Linked DNA regions of Zea mays: all the other regions are linked to region 1. Evidence: chromatin contacts called from public Hi-C data. All regions are on one chromosome and are shown on one strand. Each heading gives the region's core, a stretch centred on a gene start, on an enhancer-like site or on the middle of the called end of the contact. The rest is flanking DNA. Distances are from core to core; before and after follow the strand shown.

Evidence for each region. Hi-C and Micro-C count contacts between places; a contact is called where the count stands out from the background.
Region 2: a contact with region 1 is called in a Hi-C map of ear, with 7 times the contacts expected there. The contact joins the promoter of LOC103634803 here to the promoter of LOC103634806 in region 1. A contact is called at or near these places in 2 of 25 Hi-C or Micro-C datasets (ear and tassel) and 1 of 3 datasets of contacts at active chromatin or transcription factors (leaf).
Region 3: a contact with region 1 is called in a Hi-C map of leaf mesophyll, with 5 times the contacts expected there. The contact joins the promoter of LOC100284548 here to the promoter of LOC103634806 in region 1. A contact is called at or near these places in 10 of 25 Hi-C or Micro-C datasets (bundle sheath, ear, endosperm and 4 more).
Region 4: a contact with region 1 is called in a Hi-C map of tassel, with 3 times the contacts expected there. The contact joins the promoter of LOC103634805 here to the promoter of LOC103634806 in region 1. A contact is called at or near these places in 2 of 25 Hi-C or Micro-C datasets (ear and tassel).

Annotation. Positions count from the first base shown.
Region 1 is chr8:13,579,455-13,583,639 of Zm-B73-REFERENCE-NAM-5.0, reverse strand. LOC103634806 reads left to right here and starts at 2,294. Exons shown (of 1, transcript XM_008657395.4): 1 at 2,294-3,375. The coding sequence starts at 2,583. The coding sequence ends at 3,014.
Region 2 is chr8:13,333,061-13,337,245 of Zm-B73-REFERENCE-NAM-5.0, reverse strand. It overlaps LOC103634803 (protein SAR DEFICIENT 1), which reads right to left and starts at 1,916. Exons shown (of 6, transcript XM_008657393.2): 1 at 1,645-1,916; 2 at 1,449-1,524; 3 at 617-1,333; 4 at 289-483; 5 at 68-185. The coding sequence starts at 1,733.
Region 3 is chr8:13,391,487-13,395,671 of Zm-B73-REFERENCE-NAM-5.0, reverse strand. LOC100284548 (calmodulin-related protein 2, touch-induced) reads left to right here and starts at 2,201. Exons shown (of 1, transcript NM_001157443.2): 1 at 2,201-3,067. The coding sequence starts at 2,327. The coding sequence ends at 2,944.
Region 4 is chr8:13,444,856-13,449,040 of Zm-B73-REFERENCE-NAM-5.0, reverse strand. It overlaps LOC103634805 (16.9 kDa class I heat shock protein 1), which reads left to right and starts at 1,996. Exons shown (of 1, transcript XM_008657394.3): 1 at 1,996-2,988. The coding sequence starts at 2,144. The coding sequence ends at 2,611.

The DNA.
Region 1 (4,185 bases), core at 1,045-3,544:
TAAACATAGGGCTACTAAAGTATCTCCTTTTGAGCTTGTCTATGGGCAGGAAGCAGTGTTGCCTGTGGAAATAAGTTTGAATGCTATCAGGTTCGCCAGACAAAATGATCTAACTACTACCGATTATTATGATTCAATGATGGATAATATTGATGAGGTGACTGACAAAAGGATGATAGCTTTGGGAGCTATAGAAAAGGACAAAATCATGGTAGCCAGGGCCTACAACAAGAAGGTCAAAGCAAAATCTTTTCAAGTAGGGGACCTGGTGTGGAAGACCATTCTGCCTCTAAGGAGTAAAGACCGGAAGTTCGGGAAATGGTCACCAAGCTGGGAAGGCCCTTATAAAGTAAAACAGGTGATGTCTGGCAACGCCTATTTGCTACAAACATTACAAGGCAAGGACTTGCCCAAGGCTTTGAATGGGCGTTTCCTCAAACAATACCATCCTAGTATGTGGCAGGATGCCTAAGAAAACCGATGTAATCACATCGAGTTAGTTGCTTTTGGGTTGCTCAGCTCCACCAAAAGGCAGGGGGGCATATGTTGAGCGCCATATTGAGCGGCCGGACGGTCCGGCCCTGAGGCCGGACGGTCCGCGGTCCGGACAGTCCGCGCCTGTGGGCCGGACGGTCCGCGCATGCGCAGAGCAGTTTAGGGTTACGAGTTTTGTGCTATGTTTGTTAGCTAGATTTGCGGAATTAACCCGGAATCCAGTCGTGTAAAGGGTCCAGCCCCCTCCTCTATATAAAGAGAGGTCTACGGCCGATTTGTAATCAACAATCGAATCAATACAACTTCTATTCGCATTTATTTTCAGTACAATTAGGAGTAGTTCTAGTCTAGTTCTAGTTTAGCCTCTCAATCCCCAAATTCTTCGCCTCTCTTCGACTCTACGCCGATTAGAGGAGTCTAGGTCGGTCGGCCCGAGCCTAGACAACCCCTAGGATCTCTCCTCCCCGATGGGGTCCCTCCCGGGAGCGAGATCCAGGCACCGCCGGCGATCTTCCGCCGCCCCTGCACACGCGCGGACCGTCCAGCCCCAGGGCGCGGACCGTCCGGCCGACAGGCAGGAAACCCTAGCCCCTGCGCCAGGTCGCGGACCGTCCGGCCCTGTGCCGCGGACCGTCCGCGCCTGACCAGAGAGCACCGCCGCCGGTTCTTCTTGGGTATTTGGCGCTCCAAAAAAGCGTCAACACAGTTGTTTTGGAACAGTATTCTGTGTGTTGTTTTTTTCTCGTCGTATAGACAGTACTGCACAGCCACGTCGCTATGCCAAAAAGGCAGCAGCAGTACTATCCCACACTATACATGTCTAAACGGGTGGGCCGTGCAGTACGGCTCGGCACGGGCCCGCCTTCGACCCGGCACGCCTGAGCCCGTTAGGTTGACGGGCTGTGCTGGACTGGGCCACTGTGCCACATCCCAGACTCAAGCACGGCACGCACATAGCCAAGTCGTGCCGGCCCGGCCCGCAGTCCGTTAAGGCCCGTCGTGCTTTGGCCGGAGTAGGAAAAAAACTAAAAATAAGCTTTAAAATGTCTAGCTACACCACTCTAGCCAACTAAACCAAACTTATTTTATATCTAAACTATTAAAGTTGCTTCTAATATACAAAGAAATGCACTGGAAAATAAAAAAAATAACCGGGCCGTGCTCGGGCCGGCACGGCGTGCCACGACAGCGGTCCAAGCCCAGCCCAAATACCGGGCCATGCCGTGTTCGTGACGGGCCAAAAACATGTCGTGGCACGGGCCACCCGACGGCCACGGGTCATTTGTACATCTCTATCCCACACTGTCGCTAGAAATATCAATTCGCTTGACGTCTGACAGAAGCAGTCATAGCACCACACCACTATCCAAAAACGAACGCGTCAAATCGCGTCGCCCGACAACACACGCATCTCGTTCTGTCCCGGTGCGAGAACTGGGATCCGACGGCGACGTATACCGCGCACACACAGGTAGAAGAATAACAACGCTCCGACGGAAAGACGCCGTTAGCCATGGCGGCGACGGCGACCGTCGGTCCGGGCACGCGCGGCGCAGCGCGTCTTACCAAGAATCGCGCGTCCTCTAGCGCCGCGGTGGTTGGCGCATGACGGCGATCCTGATGCGGACGCTGGCTGGGCACACTCTCTCTCCCTGCCTTCCAAATGGCGGTGCGTGGCCCCTCGCAAGCTACTCGTCGTCGTAAACAAAGAAACCAGGGAATTTATTTTTTCAGTTTGGACCTCGACACCATTGCGATGTGCCAAGCTGCCCTCCCTGGCTGATGTGTCAAGGGCCTCGTTGGAATAGTTGTGTACGACAGGGTCTGATGCGGGTAACTCTCCTCAACGCATAGATAGATGAATACCTTACCATATACGAACATGACAAAACCGATAGATAGATATATAGGCGTGTGTATTAACTAGAGCAGCGTTCCTGGCTGTTCAGCTTCCGAATCCGTGGTAGACTGGTAGTAGTAGCAGACCGGCTAAAATGTGAGCACGGTTAGCATATATATAACTGCACGTCCACAACGCCAAGTGATCAGAGGGGCCAGCCAATTATTGGAGCGACGAGGAGAGAACAATGGCCGCCGTCAGGCTCCTAAAGCTAAACAAGCAGCCCAGGGCGAAGAGCTTGTGGACCCTCGTGCGCCGCCTGCTCCTCCTCCGCAGAAGCCGCAAGCAGCAGCAGCAGCCGGCGGCGGCGGAGCAGGATAGCGAAGGAGAGAAGAGCCACCTGCTGAGCCGGAGCTCTCTGGAGCAGCTGCTTGTCACGTCGTCGACGGATGGCGCTGCCTGCCGGTGCGCCAAGAAGCTCGGGCAGCCTGTGGCGCCGCTTCGCCCGGAGGCGGCGGATGCGGATGCGGATGCGGCTGCGGGTGCGGCGTCGCCGACTGGTGGTGCGCACCGTGGCGCCGCGCCGGCCGCGCACCGGAGGTTCATGTTCGGCGGGTTCCGCCGACGGCTGCTCATGCGGAGGCCGTGGCGGCCGATGCTCGTCGCCATCCCGGAGTGATCGAATCCGTTCAGTAACCGCATGCCTGGTGACGGGGAAATGCGAGCGCTGGGGTATGATTCGGCAGGCGTTCAAGTGCGCCAGTCAGTCCGTCAGATCAGCTCCGTACGGCGCTAATTCCAGTGTCCCATTCTTCTGAGACGCACTTGTGCCCAGCCCTGTATAGCTTTGCGTGCTGGTCCCGGGTTCTTGTCTGTTCCTCCCTCCCTCCCTTCCTTCCTATCCTCGCCGCGGGCGATCTGCTTTTCCTCGTTGTTCGAACATATAAAATGTACTAATGTAACCTGTACTACGCCAAATCCGGACAAGATAATTTGATCCGGCAAAGAACCTGCCTCGGACTCCGGTAAAGCGAACCCAATGATTAGTCCCAACATCTCTGCCAACATTTCAGTTCAAAACTTCAAATCATACTTACGTACAATTTTAAACTTGGCACAGTTGCACTTGGCAGCAGTATCTCTGTTGTCTGGATATCCGCGCCCAAGCTATTCAACAAATGTTCATTCAGTGAAATCTGGGTCATGTCGACATGTGTGTTCGGCTCTTCGCTATCTTGCTTTCGGCGACGAGGAAGCCGAAGACTGGCTTCTTTTTTTTCCAGCCAGCATGCTGGGCTGGGCTACAGCAACAGAAGAACCCAGCTGCATCGTACTGAAGACTGGCCCGCCTCTCCGAAACGGGCCTGATCAAGGCCTGTCGACGTATTGAGATTGCCTGCATCAGTATGCCAGTTGGCTATTGGGTTAGGATTCTTAACATAGGGTAAGAGCAACTCCGAAAGAATGTTAAAAATTTTACCCCCAAAATTGATTATTAAGAGCAGGCTAAAAAATTTTAAGAGTGAATTATGATGGGTACTCCAACAGTTCCTTTAAATGTGACATGTGACACAATCTGTACAGTCGTCGGGAGGCCGTGAATGATCTGATACGTTGATGAATGGATTGGGGAGGGATATAACACACCAAAATATGAGGGAAGAGGAGGTTGTGGATGCGGGGCGCTAATTTTTTGGGAGAAGAATGAGGGAGCTGTTGGAGTAAGAAAAACCACTATTCTTGACTAATATCTGTTTTGGGGTTAGTTTACACGTTCTTTTGGAGTTGCTCTAAGAGGCTTTTTTTTAACAGTTAGAGACATTCAGCATATTTGTTTGGCTTTAATCCTC
Region 2 (4,185 bases), core at 667-3,166, 250 kb after region 1:
CGAGGCGGTCAGGCGGAACTCCTAACCGTCTGCAACTAGAAAGGAAAGTTGGTTGGGACACTTTTACTCTGCAGCAGCGGAGCGTTGGTGTCGGTGTGGCCGTCGAGCATGAAGGCCTCCTCGGCCGCGTCCTGGAGGCTGTGGCGGTGCTCGTACGCGTCCTGCAGCATCTGCTGCACCATCATCTGCCGGAGCCGGAACGAGAGTACATGTCAGAACGAACAAAACCAATGGGAGCTCATGCTCATCTGACCTTCTGTTCTGAGATGGCGCTGGCGGAGGACTCACCGTCTGGCCCCTGTTCAGCTGCTGCAGCGGCCACTCGACGCCGCCGACGTCGACCCTCACGACGTTGAAGATGGAGTCCACGAAGATGGTGCCGTGCGGCGTGGCGTGCGCGTACACCTTGCCGTCGGGGGCGCAGGTCCTGGCGTGCCTCGTCGCCGCCTCCCACATGCGGTCTCTCATGCCGTCGCCCAGAATCTGACCCCTCCTCCCCCACAGAAACCCACAATCAATAGCACTGCAGTAGTTACTTACTACTACAAGCTAGCACGGTTGATGAAATGAAATGAAAATGGACGCCAAGCTGCGTTCTGAACGCATGCAAACTCACCGCGCGAAGCTCGTCGGGGTTCACCATGAGCATCCGGACGAACTCCTGCACGGTGCCGACGTTGCGGCACATCAGCCTCGTGTGGAACGCGCCTCCCATGCGGATCTTCTCCAGCCTCCACACGTCGTCCGTGAGGGCGGGCGGGTAGTGCTTGCGGCACCGCTCGCCCCTGTGGTCCTTGACCACGAAGGCCTCCGTCACGGCCTCCTGGACCCGCGCGCCGCCGCCGCCGCCGCCGCCGCAGGCCGCGCGGGCGGCGATGCGGAACCTGCGGCTGCGGACCCAGGACGAGTTGTCCGTGAACCGGAGCTCGCCCACCGTGGCGCGCCCGTCCCTCAGGGTGAGACCGACGTCGCCGGTCAGGAGCGGGCGCCTGCCCTCGCGCTCCCTCACGACGCTCCTCTCCAACTCGTCCGCGGCCCAGTCCTCGCGCCCGTCCGGCGGGAAGTCGCCCAACACCGGGACCAGCTCCACGCGCAGCGCCCGCGGGACCGGGGGCGCGGCGGGCGAGCCGGTGCACGCGTCCACGAGGACCACCTCCAGCGGCCTCCCGGCCTCGCCCTCGATCTTGCTGCCCGTGAAGATCGGCAGCTGCGGCGGCGTCCGGAACGCCAGCTTCCACGCCGCCCGTTCCGCCGCCGGCGTCTCCGCCGGCGCCCTCTCGATGTAGCGCAGGCTCTGCATGAGCCTGAGCCCTGCCTCGACCTCCTCTTGCACCTGCACCAAGCCACCAACGGTGACCACGAGACACGGAGCCGGTCACGACGCCTGCTTGCTTCGCTCGCAGGAAGAAATGGGAATCGAGCCGGCCGGTCGGCCGGCCGTCGCTTACCACTCGGCGGATGAGAGGCTCCAGACACCTGAGCAGGTTCTGCATCTCCTTCTGCATCATCGCCTCCCGAATCACCCTGCAATTCGTGGATCGCGAACAGTCAGTCCGATCGAGCGGCCATTAACGAAAACAGAGGGGGAGCAAGAGCGAGAGCCAGCTCGGGAGATGAAAGAAAGAAGGCACGCGGCTCCCGTACGTCGACAAGGACGGCAGGCGGCGCATGCGGTTGTCGCCGGGCTGGTCGCCGTCCTGCTCGTACCCGTCGTGGAGGTGCTTCGCCGCCATTGTTGCTGTTGCTACTAGCGCAGGGACGGTCGGTCACCGTTTCTTGGGCGCTAAGGTCTCGAAGCTATTTTCAGAGACAAGGTGGATCCAATCCAAGCAGAATGATTGACTGGGCTAGCTGCTCGAGTAGGAGAGGAGGCTGAGAATGGTTTTTTGTGCGTTGGCCGTTGGTGCGGTTTGGGCAGAGTTGCTCGCTAGCGTCCGCCATTCTTATATAGAGACAGACGCAATGTGTGCCGGGCTGGGCCGGGCCGGCGTTGCACAGTGTGCTCGCGGGAAATGAGAGGTGGGAGCACCGAAGTCAGGAAGGTGCCGCGAAGCGCGAAGGTGAGACTTGCCGATGCCATAGAGTGAGGAAGTGAGGAGAGCGAGGTCGACTTGTCGCGTTCGTGTGATCGTGTCTCTCGTCACCAGCCAGAGCTGCCTCTCATTGTTCGATGAAAGTGCCGTGCGTCTTGATTTAAATTTTGATGCAGCGGCCGGAATAGTGCTGTTGCTATATCAACGTAAACCAACCAGGCTTAAGAATCAGGAATCAGGTCTTGTTTAGTATAATTCTGTATTATTATTAGAATACTTTAGATTAAAATCAGGTGTTCTTACTGCTGCAACTGTAATCTATAGAGATAAAACAATAATAAAAGCCAGTACGGATTAAAGCCAAGCGAACGTGAATTTATTTCTTTAGCCTAATAAATAGCTAGGTTGAAGTTGTTATATAAAAGCATTTGGTAGAACAGTTTTCCATACTTCTCGTATACTAGATTGAATAGACTGAGAGAGTGACATAAGTGAAACTAGTGCTTTTAGCTTGATCTAGCATTTGAACGTAATGGCAGGAGCTCTACCTTTTAATTAAAAAAAGAATATAATTGACTCAATTTTAAGAAAAATCGAGCCTGAAACCTATGCAGAGTGCACAAACAGGCCAGGCAACGTCAGCTCCCACATACAACCCATCCATAGTCATCGTTGCTGAGCTCGACACAAGGGACAAGCAGCTTCGACTCCGCAAGACGGGCCGCACACGGCCAAAGAAAACACGATGATGCCTACACCCAAACACCAACACAAAAGGAGCAAGATCGCGGTGCGTCGTCGTTGCGAAGCCTCAACACATCCTATGTGAGGTAGCTCTGATTCTACACCAACGAGCTCAATCCTCCGTCCCACCCCAGGCAATTGCCCAACCTATGAAACAATCAAGTCCACAAAGAAGGGGGGGTTCGCCACCTGTCATCGTTGTCGAGTCACATCCCTTGATGTAGCAGCTTCGACTTCATGTTGCAAAAACCCACCTTGACCCACATACTAGACGGCGAGAAGCGAAAGCAACAACCGAAAGGGGATGTCGTGGTCGATACGAACATCAATGCGACGCCTTCAAGAAGGTAGTGACGTCGGGGATGACACTGTCGTGTGTCCGATATGCATCGGGCTTTCGCCCAAGGAAGACATTGCTGGAGGATGCGACACCCTCGACAGGGATGCGGCACCCACATATGTCACCGTCGTCGAGGCTTTCGCCCAAGATGCCCCCAGCACATCAACACGCCAAGATGCACCGTCGCCTTGACATCCCGCACAAACCCCTCTAGAGGGGCATCGACGCGCCGGCTGCCGCAGCAGCCGCAAAGCCGTGTCATCCACCACCCCTCCGGCTGGGCACACAGAACCAGACAATATCTTGTCGCGTGCATCACACTGGCGCACCAGAGCCGATGTCGGTTGCCGCCGTAAGCTCTAGCACACACAGCCACCACAACCAGCTGTTGTCAGGCACCCTGTCGCCGCCACCACCATGTGCTAGCTCGATCCACTGGTCGTTACTGCAGCAGACGAAAGGAGGTCCCGCCACTGCCATTCCGGTCAACCGTGTCACCCTGCGGCGCATCCCGCCGTGCCACTAGACATCTCCACTCAACCCGTCGCGGCTGCCCCGGCCCTTGCTCAGGCAAAAACGGCCAGCCATGAGCATCGTCGTGGCATCAGGGCTAGCTCCGCAGAACGACGCCCATCCCCGACAGCCGCACGCCAGCGTCGGGCACCACTCCGTCCCTAGAAGCCACACCATCACCAAACTCCACCCCGACTGCCGCGGCCCCCGAGGAATCACCCCCAGCTGGGCTCCTCCCTATGGATCTACAACCCACAGCGGTCTTCCCTCCTCTTGCTTAGGCAAAAACAGGCCAGACGCTATCCTCGAAAGTCGCCCCAGCGCCGAACTCCACCCCAGCTGACACAGCCCTCATGGATCTGCCACGATGAGTCGCCGACTCGCACCACCATGCCACCAAATTCGGGGGTCACCGCCTGGCCCTCGAGCACCGCCTTCCCGTGGCCTTCGTCGACGGTGCCGGGTTCATGTGTTGGCTCTAGGACCAGCCTGCCAGCACCTCGAACGGTTGGCACGCGAAGGCCGCTGACCTTGCGTGTGTGCATGTCACCGACG
Region 3 (4,185 bases), core at 952-3,451, 190 kb after region 1:
TTCAGTTCATTATCTAATGTTCATAAAAAAAGTAAAATTATATCACATATTCTAATTCAAAGCTACAAAAAACATCTAACTAGCATTATCTCTAGCTACAAAAGTGTGGAGTGAAGTGTTGTTTTAATAAATATATGGGCCTTTTCGTGCCTCTATATGAGCCATTTCGTGCCTACCTTAAACAGGTCGTGCTCGTGCCCGCCTATAGGCCACGACCTCGGCCCAAACCCGGTTTGATATATCGGGTCGTGCCGGCCCGACACTAAAATATTTTGAGTCGTGTCGTGCCTGGGCCGTGCTTTTTTTCGTGCTTCGGGTCGGCCCATCTGACCCGGCCCAAATGTGCATCTATATACCGGGGAAACAGTGGGCCCTAGCTACTGGTAGCACGTTTTTCCGTTAAGCCTATCCAATCTAGACATAAATATGGAAAGAATGAAACACTATCGATCAGTCTCGTTTAGATTTTTATACTTGTCGAATACTCCCTCCCTTGCGTGCCGGCTACAACAGGGGCACCCCCACGCCTGCAGCGCGGCCCCTAGCCGCCCATCCCCTCCTCTCTCTCCCTTCGGCGTGGCGTGCAGGTGGCCGCCCCCTTCGCTCTCCCTCCGTCTTGTAGCCGTGGGCTCTATTCTAATTGTTAGTAGATGAAAAAACGATAGTAAATAAAAAGTAGTTATAGAAAATGATGTTTTATGGTTACAGTGTGGTATAGAAGGAGAATTTAGATTAAACTATGTCATGTTGGTTATGCTACAATACAGAGGGTTATGTGGGTTAAATATATTTAATTGTTTTTAGTGTTTCTTGAAGAAGTGTTATGTAAATAATTCAGATTCTCAATGTATGTTCAGTACAAAAATCTCTGTATGGTTTTTGTATTATTTCAATCAATGTTGATAACCTGAATCTCATAGATTACGGTAAGGGTATTGAGGAGGGTAGTGTCTACCTCAAGATAGACTCTGGAATGGAATACTTGAGAAAACCATGTTTTGTTTGGTCCTATAAAATGATAATTTCCCCAAAGCAATGTTTGTACACCAGTTGACCTTTTAATAAGAAGGTCCTTGAGATATGTAATATAACTAAAGCTCACCCGTTAAACACCTCGATAGTTGTAAGATCCATTCAAAAGGATATTATTCCATTTAGACCAGAGAGGGATGATGAGAAATAACTATGACCTGATGTTGTTTTACCTCAGCGCCATTGGAAAAATGATGTATCTTGCAAATTGCATTTACAGTGAATTCGCTAGCTAAACACAATGCGAACCCAACTACAAGACATTGGACATGTGTCCAGACTGTACTAAAATACCTCAAAGTCACTCAAGATCTTAGACATTTTTTCCCAGAGAATCCGTACCAAACTTTGGTGGATTGTATAGATGTCGGATGTCAGAAAATATTCATAATGCTAGATCTCAGATCGCCTTTGTGCTTCTCTATGGTGGTACTTTCGTATCCTAGCAATCTGACACACTAGCACCTATATCTACTAACCACTCAGAGATAGTCGTATTATACGAAGCTACACGTGAATATGCTTGGCTACGATGAATGACTAATCACATTTAAAAGTCATGTGATTTTAACACTCCAAAATACCTACATAGTTATCTACGAAGATAATGCAACGTATGTTGCACATATCACATATGAAAATTTGATATATTAAGAAAGATATGACTAAATATATTTCTCTTAAATTTTCTCGTCCTCATAAATTCCAGAATAAGGACAAGACGTCAAGTCTTGTGATAATATTTCTAATTTATTCACTAAATTCTAATCGATGCGACCACGTGCCTTGCGGACCCATGAGGATATGAGTATGACGCTTTTGGTAGTACGTACTACGTACTGACGTGGGCGGTAAATTCAGGCTGCCCGCCTCCTCGACGCGCTTCTGCTTTTCCGGGAAGCTGCCGGCTGGAGCAAGGAGACACGCCGAGATCCGCACCGGCCGCGCGGCCTCTCCACCGGCCGTACATGTGGCTCGGCCGCGGCGCGATGCCTGGCAGATTCGCCGACCGAGGCAGGCGCCACGAGACCCCATCTGGCAGTCGTCACGTACGTACGACTACGAGAAAAGTCGGCGCCCTGCCACTGCGTGTCAAAACCGCGTCGTCGCCAGCGGCTATTAATACCTCCGGCGAGACCACTCGCCGTTACAACCATCAGGACGCGGACGCGGCTCACATCAAACACCCCCTTCAGCTGTGCTCGGTGCTCACTGCCGCAAAACCACAACCACACAGGGAAGCGCCCAGCGCCCAGCACCCTTTCAAATCACCACATCCACGCTCCTCCGTTCCATGGCCATGTCGAGCAGCGCCAGCAAGAAGCAAGCCCAGGCCCAGGCCCAGAAGGCCGGGCGGAGGCCCCCGGCGGTGTCGTCGGCCGCGGCCGCGGACGCGGACGCGGAGATGCAGAGGGTGTTCTCGCGCATCGACGCGGACGGCGACGGGCGGATCTCGCCGTCGGAGCTGGCGGCGGTGTCGCGCGCCATCTCCCCGCCGGCGAGCTCCTCGCACGGGCGGCGCGAGGTGGCGGCCATGATGGACGAGCTGGACACGGACCGCGACGGCTTCGTGGACCTGGGCGAGTTCAGGGCGTTCCACGCGCGCGGCGTTGGCGGCGGCGGGGACGACGGCGACGACGCGGAGCTCCGCGCCGCCTTCGCCGTGTACGACGCCGACGGCGACGGGCGCATCACGGCGGCCGAGCTGGGCAGCGTGCTCGCCCGCATCGGCGAGGGGTGCAGCGCCGAGGAGTGCCGCCGGATGATCGCCGGCGTCGACGCCGACGGCGACGGCTGCGTCGGGTTCGAGGAGTTCAAGATCATGATGCGCGGCCCCCAGCCCCAGCCCCAGCCTCAGCCTCAGGCCGGCGCCGGAGTGACAGCCGTGCCGGACAAGGCCAAGAAGGAGTGACGGGTGTAGGTGTAGGTGTACTCATCTGGGCATCAGTCGGGGGGAAGGGATCGAGTTCCTCTGCCTCTTCTGTTGCTTTCACCTAGTCTGGACTGGAGGAATGGAAATACTCAACTTCCTGCATAAGACTACTTATTATCTACAGTATTATTATGTATATTGTGGCGTGTCCGATTTCCTGAGCCAGATCACACCCGTCTTGTTTGACTTCTCACTTCTCCAAGCCGTTCCCACAGCTCACATGTGTGCAATTTCGCTGCGATTCGATGGTTCTGGTCAGAGGATTAGCGCGGAAGCAAACACGGCAATCTAGGGACAGAAAAAAAGAGTTCTTCAGACACGAGTTTTTCTCTGAACCTTCTTCTGCTTTCCTGTGATTTCCCTGTTCCAGATTTCGGTGAGCTTTCGTTTGATCTTTGACAGCCTGTAGTGACCAGCAATATGCGTTCGCCATCCCGAGAGCAAAGTGGTCGTGGCCGTGGGTGACTGACCGCGGCACTGAAGCATCACATTCTGTGGCTTTGTGAGCAGTTGCTGCCTTGCTGGTCTTGATCTCCACGGACCACGGCAAGTCGCAGTCGGCAACGCCCTTCGGAACCATCCAGCCCCTCTTTCGGATCACGCAGAGTGCAGACGAAGATCTTCGCTTGTTCAGCCCGTCATCTAAAGCTCAGATCTTCAGAGATATAGTATCAGTTTGATCTGTCCAAGCTCACTTTCTCTTCTTGGGGTCGACCGAAGTTTCAAATCAAATGGACTCCCACGATCATAATCGAAGAGACAAAAAAAAGATACGCAGAATGTGGATATACTGGTCAAAAGCTAATTAATTGGACGGTGCTCACCACAGGGCAAGAGAGAGAGAGAGCTTGGCACAATCGCCACCGGTTCGTGTATCCCTGTGAGACCCGTGGCCGGAGTAGCGCCAACTCCGACGTGAGCACCCCAGGTGGCTGCCTCCGAGGGAAGGACAAGCGCAGGTAATAGAAATTCTGTTTGGTGGTTGTTTTTCTTCTCTATCTTGTCTGCTGATTAACAGATGATTCAGGGTTTAAGTACACCCTCCTTACAAGGCCAGACGGCCCAAACCCTTGGCCCAATAGGCCTAATCACAAACAAAACTTTAATTACACAGATTACTCCTCCGCTCAACCTTCTCCTCTTTCAGCCTTCCACTTGCTCATGTGCAGATCCCATGTTCCTGACATCTTCCCCCCTTCAAAAGTTGATTGCCCCCAATC
Region 4 (4,185 bases), core at 747-3,246, 130 kb after region 1:
CAAAGAACCGAAAAACCCAAAAGTATTAGATTCAATTTGTTACATGTGTTTGTAACTTCGGATGTTGTGTTATCGACTTATGTTGAACCTCTAATCATCCATGTATTATCTATGAAATTATGGTCATTGTGCACTTGTCGTTGTTTGTGGGGAGATGTTGAAATTTCTCACAAAAGTTATCGTTATTTAGAATTTTAGAGTGGCTGTTACAGTTCGATTAGAACCGAGGAACCGAACCGAAGAACCGAATGCCCAGTCCTAACTGAGCGACTGGCAGCGGCGGTAGCGCGGGGGCATGCGGACAGCCGGACAGCGGCGAGCCGGCGACGGGCAGGGCAAAGGGCGCGCCAGCGAGAGAGGCCAAATGACAGCTGAAACGACGTCCGTGAATAGGAACTCCCCATATTTTTTATGGCTGTTAGAAAGACCATCGGACATCTGTTAAATTAATGTTAAGACCCAACAGCTGCCCTAAAAGCCATCGGAAGTAATATGACTGTCCAATTTTGCTTCTTTGTGTATAGATGTATATTTAGGTCGGACCTGATGGACTGGTCCGAAGCACGAAAAAAAACACGAGTTAGGTATAGCACTGTCTGAAATATTTTAGTGTCGAGCCGGGTTTGAACCGAGGTCGCAATCCATGGGCGGGCACGAGCACGGCCCGTTTAAGACAGACACAGAATGACTCAGGGCCCCTTTGGCAGGGCTCTGGCTTCTCCAAAAACGGCTTTGGCTCTGGCTCACGAGGTGAAACCACTTCTTTAGATGAGCCAAAGTCATTCTGAAAAATCATTTGACAAAACGGCTTATAGGTTGTTTTTCAGAAAGACCCTTGTATAGTTTATCTCTCCTGTACGTGGCTAGGGATTGAGGGCAGGACCAAAAAAATAATTTGGACTGGTGGGAGGGCTATTGTGCAAAAAAGACGTGAGCTGAAGCCGGGTGAGCCACTTTTTTTGGCTCATGCCCTCTAGTTCATTTTGGAAAAGCACTTCACTCGTGAAGCCATTTGAAAAAGAGGTGTTTGGCACAACTTTTGCATGAGCCAGAGCCGAAGCTAAAAAATAAGCCCTACCAAAGGGGCCCTCATATAGAGACATGGAAAGGTCCATATATTTATTAAAACACACTTCATTCCACAATTTCATATACTTGATAAAGAACATAAAGCTAGAGATAATGCTAGTTAGATGTTTTTGTAGCTTTGAATTAAAGTATGTGATGTAAATTTACTTTTGTTATGAACATTAGATAATGAACTAAATTTACGAACTTTGTATAGAGCTGATTATACTCTTTTTCCTTCTAACAAAATGATTTGTAAACGAGGTAGTCATTGCACAGCTCTGGTAACTTAATACAAATATTAAGTTTAGTTTTGGTCAAATTTATTTGTCTTATCTTGATTTGTTTTATTAAATTTATTTTGAATTTAGGGTTCTGATGTGAATTTCGAGCCAAAAATTGAATTTTTGGTCCTGATATGAATTTCAGGCTTTTATAATTTCAGGCCGCCCGAAATAAGCCCGACACGTTTAGTCAATTACGTGACGGACCGTGGGCCAGCCCGACGCAGCCCAAAATTCAAACAATACGAACCTTTTTGGGCTTGGGCCAGGCCGGGCTCGGCCCGAATGTACACATGTACCTCTGTGTGTATGTGTACGTATGTATACATGTGTAATGAAAGCTAATATATCACACTCACAATATATATGAGTACTACAAAGTTTCCAAAGACCCTCGGATGGATAATTCAGAATTTAATCGAAACGAAAGAAAAGCAATCGTGTGAATCGTCCAGCTCCAGGAAGATTTCTCTGGAATGGAAGTGGGCCCTTCGTAGTTCTCGAAGCAATAATTGGACAGCACGCACTACAGCAGTGGAGAATTGGAGATAGCTCGAGACGTCTCAGGAATGGGTTGTGGATGGAGGATCGGTCCTATAAATAACCTGCCACGCACAGATTGCTGCAACCCACACCACCAAGGAGAAATTGCAAAGCTCTATACCTGACCTGCCACTAGCGAAGCATACTTCGTCGACGTCGAGCACACTCTTGCAATTAATCCACCGAGTTCGGTTTAGTGTTTTACTCTCAGACGTACGCATAAATATAGCATAGCATCGACAATAATAATGTCGCTCGTGAGTCGGCGCAGCAGCAACGTGTTGGACCCCTTCTCCCTCGACCTCTGGTGGGACCCCTTCGACATGTTCCGCTCCATCGTCCCGTCGGCGGCCTCCTCCGGGGGTTCCGAGACCGCCGCCTTCGCCAACGCCCGCGTGGACTGGAAGGAGACGCCCGAGGCGCACGTGTTCAAGGCCGACCTCCCCGGCGTCAAGAAGGAGGAGGTCAAGGTCGAGGTGGAGGACGGCAACGTGCTCGTCATCAGCGGCAAGCGCAGCAGGGAGGAGGAGGACAAGAACGACAAGTGGCACCGCGTCGAGCGCAGCAGCGGCCAGTTCGTGCGGCGCTTCCGCCTGCCTGAGAACGCCAAGGTGGACGAGGTGAAGGCGGGCCTCGAGAACGGCGTGCTCACGGTCACCGTGCCTAAGACGGAGGTGAAGAAGCCCGAGGTGAAGGCTATCGAGATCTCTGGTTGAGCGTCCGTTGGACGTCGATTGGAGCCCCGTTGTACTGCTACTGGTCCGTGGATGTCCTGCATGTTGCGCTTGTTAAGGATAAAATGATTTCGTCCACGTCAGCAATCCGGAGGAAGAAACACACTTAATATCAAAGGTGGAGATTAACAAGATCGACGGTCATTAGTTAATAGGATTAGTGTTAATAATATTCCTTTATGTAAATCCTGTTTCCGAACAGGCACCTTTTCCCTCTCTCCTACGACGAGGAAACCGTCTTTAGCGAACGGACAAGTTTTCTGTCGTTTCACTATGTATAAATACACACCATCATTGAATGAAAAAGTTACGCATCATTTGCTTCAGTCCCTTCTTTTTCTAACACGTTATCAGCACCCGCTCTCGCCACCCGCTCTCGCCAGAAGAAGAACAGACGAACAGGGAAAGAAGAACGGAAAATGCAAACACAAACTCAACCTCCGGGCTATGAAGAACTTGCACATGATGGAACTAATTATCCCGCATGGGCAACAGATATCAAAATTGTTCTTGCCTCCAAAGGAATTCTAAATGCAATCTCTGCACCTCAACTAAATGAGGAACCTATTGATGATAAAACCAAGTTTACTGCATTATTACTCTTAAGGCAATCCATACATCCAGATCTTAAAAGAGAATATCTGTTAGAGGAAAACCCTCAAACATTATGGAATGCACTTAAAGAACGTTATGAACACCAAAAGGAATTGGTACTTCCAACAGCTGAACATGAATGGAATCACCTGCGCTTACAAGATTTTAAATCTATCGGTGAATACAATCATGCAGTTCATAACATATGCACTAAACTACGTTTTTGTGAAAAAGAACCATCTGATGAGGAGAAAATTCGCAAAACACTAAATACGATGCATCCTGCGGACAGAGTTCTTTGTAACCAATATCGCAAGGAAAACCACATAGTTTATGCCAAGCTTATTCACTCATTAGATCAGGCAGAAAGAAATGATGAACTTCTATTAAAGAACCATCATATGCGCCCGATTGGTGCAACCCCTCTGCCTGAAGTCCATAATGTTCAGAATAAAGCTTCAAGACATAAAAAGACTTTTGCATTTCCACCTGGAAATCAAAAGAACTCAACTAGTGGTCAACATCGTAATCGTGTTTTTCACAAAAACCATAAACAACATGTACACAAGAAAGTCCGTGGAGATAAACAATCCCATGGAAATAAGCCAAAACATTGTTACAAGTGTGGTTGTAATACTCACTTTGCGGCTACTTGTCGTACACCAAAGCACTTGGTTGATCTTTATATGAAATATTCCAAAGAGAGCAAGAACAAGAAGACACGATATGAAGCACACTTCAATCAGGCAAATGAGGAAAATAAGCAGGATGGTTGCTCGCTTGAGATTCCTAAGGAGTCACCGACCAACAATGTTCCTACTCAGCCAGAAAATCTTCTCGACGACATGATCGTTGATTACAATGTCAACGACATGATTTGAGACTTTTAGATCACATATCTAATAAGATCTCATGCCCAGTTTGTGTAAACATTTGTGTTGTAATAACTAAGATGTTTTTAG